2 separate regions of the Gossypium arboreum genome follow, and region 1 is linked to region 2. A link is a contact called in public Hi-C data. All regions are on one chromosome and are shown on one strand. Each heading gives the region's core, a stretch centred on a gene start, on an enhancer-like site or on the middle of the called end of the contact. The rest is flanking DNA. Distances are from core to core; before and after follow the strand shown. Region 1 holds the start of LOC108466049 (sucrose synthase-like). Region 2 holds the start of LOC108479631 (phosphoinositide phosphatase SAC3-like).

Evidence for each region. Hi-C and Micro-C count contacts between places; a contact is called where the count stands out from the background.
Region 1: a contact with region 2 is called in a Hi-C map of leaf, with 3 times the contacts expected there. The contact joins the promoter of LOC108466049 here to the promoter of LOC108479631 in region 2. A contact is called at or near these places in 2 of 5 Hi-C or Micro-C datasets (both in leaf).

Annotation. Positions count from the first base shown.
Region 1 is chr6:119,102,765-119,105,464 of ASM2569848v2, forward strand. LOC108466049 (sucrose synthase-like) reads left to right here and starts at 1,403. Exons shown (of 13, transcript NM_001330029.1): 1 at 1,403-1,518; 2 at 1,593-1,719; 3 at 1,811-1,962; 4 at 2,044-2,236; 5 at 2,368-2,700. The coding sequence starts at 1,421.
Region 2 is chr6:118,601,414-118,604,210 of ASM2569848v2, forward strand. It overlaps LOC108479631 (phosphoinositide phosphatase SAC3-like), which reads left to right and starts at 1,349. Exons shown (of 16, transcript XM_017782345.2): 1 at 1,349-2,170; 2 at 2,344-2,548; 3 at 2,643-2,797. The coding sequence starts at 2,057.

The DNA of each region.
Region 1 (2,700 bases), core at 153-2,652, 500 kb after region 2:
ACTGATGAATTGTGAGAGTAATAAATAAATTTTGGCACAAGTTTATTATTACTAACCAGACACAGTATATGTTCTCTGGATCTTCAGGTTGACAATGGCCTACACTTAATTTTTCAGATTCACAAATATTACCCAAGGGCGAGAGGGGAGAGGGATGGGTGGGGAGGTAATTTTCTTATTTGATATTAATATATATTTTTATTTACTTATATTTTAGTGAGACGATGACACGACAAAATTTAATTGACTGACATGCAAATAGCAACTTTAATAATGGAATCAAAATTTAATTATTCTAATAGACTAAAAATAGTTGAAATATCTATCTCAAACAAACCTAATAATTTAATTACCTCATTATAAATTAAAGTGGAATAGAAAAAAATTAATATTTTATTCTCAAATATCATTTAAGAGTTGCACTTGAATTGATTAAGATTTAAAAAGAGAAGAATAGAAAAAGGAAATTTGCTTTGTTGAATGATTGGTGAGTGCAGTAACAATGCTTCATTCTCCGCTTTTTGGAAAAGAAAACATTTGCTTAAAATCTTTAAAAAAAAAAAATTGAGTCTGTAATTACCAGCTTAACCCTTATTTAATAATTCTACAGCATTATTTTCCTTCCAAGACAAATACGATTATTACTGGCATTAAATTAAATAATTAAGTAGTGTGAAGCTCAAATAGTAAGTTTCTAAACAGCAGTTCCTGTATGTCATTTGTTTGCATTTGCAGCTTTCTTCTCTATAAATTCGGGCTGAAACTCCAGCTTCTCTCATTCCATTCTCCTTCGTTTAGTTAAACCCCTCCCTTTGGTTAGTTTCGTTTACCTGATCCTCTGTTTCTTTCTTTCTTTTACTTTCTTTGCCTTTGAATTCTCTTCATCCCCATGTTGCTCTTCTTTCTTCACCTTCTGCTTCTGAGACTTGGGCTCTAGTTTCTTTCACCAGCCAAGGAACAAAATTTCTCCACTCAAAATGTTGAAACAAAAACTCTTGTTTTCTCGACCAACAGAGGGGTTACTCTGCTTCAATTTCTATACAAAAACACTGCCATCTCCACTTAATAAATGGCTGTTCTGAGGATTTTTTGAATCAACTCCATTAATATTATCTTTCTGTTTCAATTAATGGGTATTAATTAAATAATATAAAAAAGAAGAATAAAAATAACATCTCCTAAATGTTTTGTTGCAACAAAATTAAGTTGAACAGTAACCATAGTTTGATTAACATTAAAGTCTATTCCATGTGGTTGGTGGCTTAAGGTGGTAGGTTTAGAAAAAAAAATAATGTCTTCTAGAATTGTATACGATCTATGTTGGTTTTGACTTTTTTTGGTGCTTATCCATCTCCGTTACTAATAATCATGTTACATAATCACTTACTCTGTTTTTTGCTCTATTTTTTTAGTTGGAAAAATGGCAGAGCGTGTGATCACCCGAGTACACAGCCTCCGAGAGCGTCTGGATGACACCCTTATTGCCCATAGAAACGAGGTTTTGGCCTTGCTCACAAGGTAACTTAAATATAACCCCTTCAACGATTGCTTTTCCTTTTGCAAATGCTTAGTTTTGTTGTTTTCTATTGTAGGATCGAGGGTAAGGGAAAAGGGATTCTGCAACACCATCAAATTATCCTAGAGTTTGAAGCCATCCCTGAAGAAACCAGAAAGAAGCTCGCTGATGGAGCATTTTCTGAAATATTGAGAGCCAGTCAGGTATAAAACAAACCCCCTTTTTTTTTTTTTGTTCTCTCTTATGGGTTTTATTGTGACACAAGTGTTGATTTTAGTGATATTTGTGTTGTAGGAAGCGATCGTGTTGCCACCATGGGTTGCACTTGCAGTTCGTCCAAGGCCTGGTGTTTGGGAGTATATTAAAGTGAATGTCCACGCCCTTGTTGTTGAGGAACTCACTGTTGCAGAGTATCTTCACTTCAAGGAGGAGCTTGTTGATGGAAGGTATCTTGAAAATTGTTCATTTTCTGTTTACTTCACTCGTAAATGCTCATTTTACCACTGTTTCTTTGATTTTTCTTGCAGTGCAAATGGCAATTTCGTTTTGGAATTGGATTTTGAGCCCTTCAATGCATCTTTCCCTCGCTCAACTCTTTCCAAGTCTATCGGTAATGGTGTTGAGTTCCTCAATCGCCACCTTTCAGCTAAATTGTTCCATGACAAGGAGAGTATGCACCCTTTGCTTGAATTCCTCAAAGTCCATTGCCACAAAGGAAAGGTATGCAACATAAAGCACCAGTTGCTTGTGTTTTATAGTTGAAATCTGCATATACTAAAACATAGATTTCTTAGCATAAGATTTAAATGATGGATTTAGTGTCCTGAATGTCTTAGTTGGTGTTTTTGCAGAACATGATGTTGAATGACAGAATTCAAAACCTGAATTCCCTTCAATATGTATTGAGGAAGGCAGAAGAATATCTTGGTACACTGCCAGCTGAGACACCGTACACTGAACTGGAACACAAGTTCCAGGAAATCGGTTTGGAGAGAGGTTGGGGTGATACCGCGGGGCGTGTGCTGGAGATGATCCAACTCCTTTTGGATCTTCTCGAGGCCCCTGATCCTTGCACCCTTGAGAAGTTCCTCGGGAGAGTCCCCATGGTGTTCAATGTTGTCATCCTTACTCCTCACGGATACTTTGCTCAAGACAACGTTTTGGGGTACCCCGACACCGGTGGC
Region 2 (2,797 bases), core at 99-2,598:
ATAATAATTAAGTATAAATGTTATGCGTAGATAATTTTTAAATTATTTAATATTTAAGTTTGAGTTTGTATAAATATTCTACAATTTTTTCTAATTTAGTTTCGAATAAATTTTGATTATAAGTTAGTTGTATTTTATATTAAGTTTATATTTATTTTAATGGATGGGATGTATATTATTAGTGATTGTATTCTTAGACTTCTTCAATAATAATAGTTAAAAAATAATAATACAAATTGACATAATGATAAATTTAGTTTTAATGTTTATAATATTTGTCAATTTGGTTCTTCTTATTATTTTAGCTTAATTTGTCGTTAACAATGTTAAAATAATTAAATTATATTTTAACAAAAAACTAATTAAAATGTCAATTTTTAACGATGTTAGCGTGATGGCCCACATGATAGTTTATGTGTACTTGACAGTCCAACAAATAATTTAAAATAATAAACATATTCAATTTTTTAAAAAATTGTAAAATTTCAAAAATTAGCATCAAGTACATGTGAATTGCTATACAGAGCTTCCATGTTTAAAATTAAAAATTTAAAGTTTTAATCAAGATTTTTGTTAAAAAAATATTCGACTCTTTTAAAAAGATTGATCATCAAATTCAACTTTTTATACAAAATTGAGGGCCAAATTGTTTTTTAAAAGTGGCAAAAAAATATAAAACTTAAGGGTGAAATTTATCAATTTTCCTTAAAATTCAAAATTTAACTATTTAATCAACTATTTCAATTTAACAATGGAAGTCTAATTGATATGATAGTAAAAAAAAAAAATCCCTTAAATTAGATGAGTAAGTACTTTTATATTTCATATTCAAGATTCATTACTATCCATCCTTCTAACAATGTCATCTCTAATGTTCGAACTTAAATTTTTCCCTTAAAAGTGTAATGTGCCTTAGCATTGCACCCAACCACTTGTTGATAACTTTAATTACTTTTTTCTAAAATATTATTCTTAATTTTCTATTACCAAACATGACATAAGAATTACAATGCTAGTTAAACAAGTTCTAGAAAATTAGAATTTATTAAATAAGAAAAGAGAATGTAAGTAGTGTATTAGAATTTATTAAATAACAAAAGAGAATGTTAAGTAGTGTACAAACACACCACTAACTAGTGTTAAAAACCAAGATTCAAAATAAAGATGTTTACATTTCAAATTGAACATTGGATGCATGGGATTTAAAAAAATACACATAATCGCAATCAAAACTGAAAAGACTAAATTTAAAATGTGTGAGAAGTAGAGGGAGTGAAAGCAAAAGTAGAGGGATGCACAAGGGTGGAAGAGGGAAATAACATAATTAATTAATTAGGCTTTTCTTGATATAGTTTTAAACACGACATCATCATATTAAGAGGAAATTAAAAAAAAAAAAAAAAAAGGAAAAAGGAAACCCAGCTCCTACATCACTAATATTAACCTAGCAGCTACCTTTTCATCTAAAATAAAAATAAACTCTAAATCTCGATCTTCCCTTCTTTTATAAACTTCCAATTTTATTTTTAGCCCGCTGCACAGAAGAAAAACGATAAGATTCCCGTTTTTATATGTTAAAATGATATATAAATACAATCTTGTTTAATTTTATTTTCGATCTCTGCAATTTCGGCCCTGATTGGAGAAAGATCACAAATCATGTCGAATTTGGGGTAAATTCGGCGTTTGACATTTGGGTGTGAAGGGGAAGATAATTGGAGTTAGGGATTAAGGAAAGGTCGGTCAAACGTCCTTAGCCAGGTCTCCTGAGTTTCCCGTTTTCTTGTTGCTTCTTTCGATTTCAAAAGAAGATGCTGTATTTGAAGCAGCCAAGCTCCATTATTTGCAAAGGAGGACCGATTGTGGTTTGGCAAGAATAAGGCAAATTTCCGTATTGAGGTATGGATTTTTCTCTCAACGTAAACCAAAGGTAAATAGCGAGAAAGTTCCATCGTTAGTGCATGCTCTTCTGATAAATTCCCTGAGCCTGGGGCTCGGGGGGGAGATCTGAACCTGAAATTGAAAAATAACAACGGTGAGGAAAAAGAAGGTTACCATGGAATCCTCCGCTGCAAAATATTGCTGCGATAATATTGACAATCATGAGAGCTCCTCCCAATCTCAAACTTCTACATGTATGCAGAAATTCAGACTCTACGAAACTCGATCGGTAATTTTTTCTTTCATTTCTGTTTTTTAATTTTTTTTATTGTTTATTTGTTTGCTTTGAGCTCATTGTGATATCTTTAATTTTCGTTGTTATCAACTTGATTTTGATGTAATTTTACTTAAGTAGATTTGTTTTGATGTTGAACTTATTTTTATTTTGGTGTTTGTGTACAGAACTTTTATATGATTGGAAGGGATAAGAGTAGAACTTATTGGAGAGTGTTAAAGATAGACCGGCTTGATCCTTCCGAGCTGAACATTCGGGAAGACTCTACCACGTATACAGAGAGTGAATGCTCTGAGCTGTTGAGGCGGATACATGAAGGAAATATATCCACCGGTGGATTGAGATTCGTTACAATTTGTTATGGCATTGTTGGTATGGATGTTGAAATTAGGTTATGGTTTTAGGAGACTATTAATTTTATTCAAATGTTGTTAATCTAATACGTAAAAATTGTTCCATGTTTTAGGGTTTATTAAATTTTTGGGGCCTTATTATATGCTGCTTATTACAAAAAGAAGGCAGATTGGCTCAATTCGCGGTCATAACGTATATGCGGTTTCAAAGACTGAGATGATTCCTGTCCCAAATGCAACTGTTAATTCAAGCATTGTTGACTCTAAG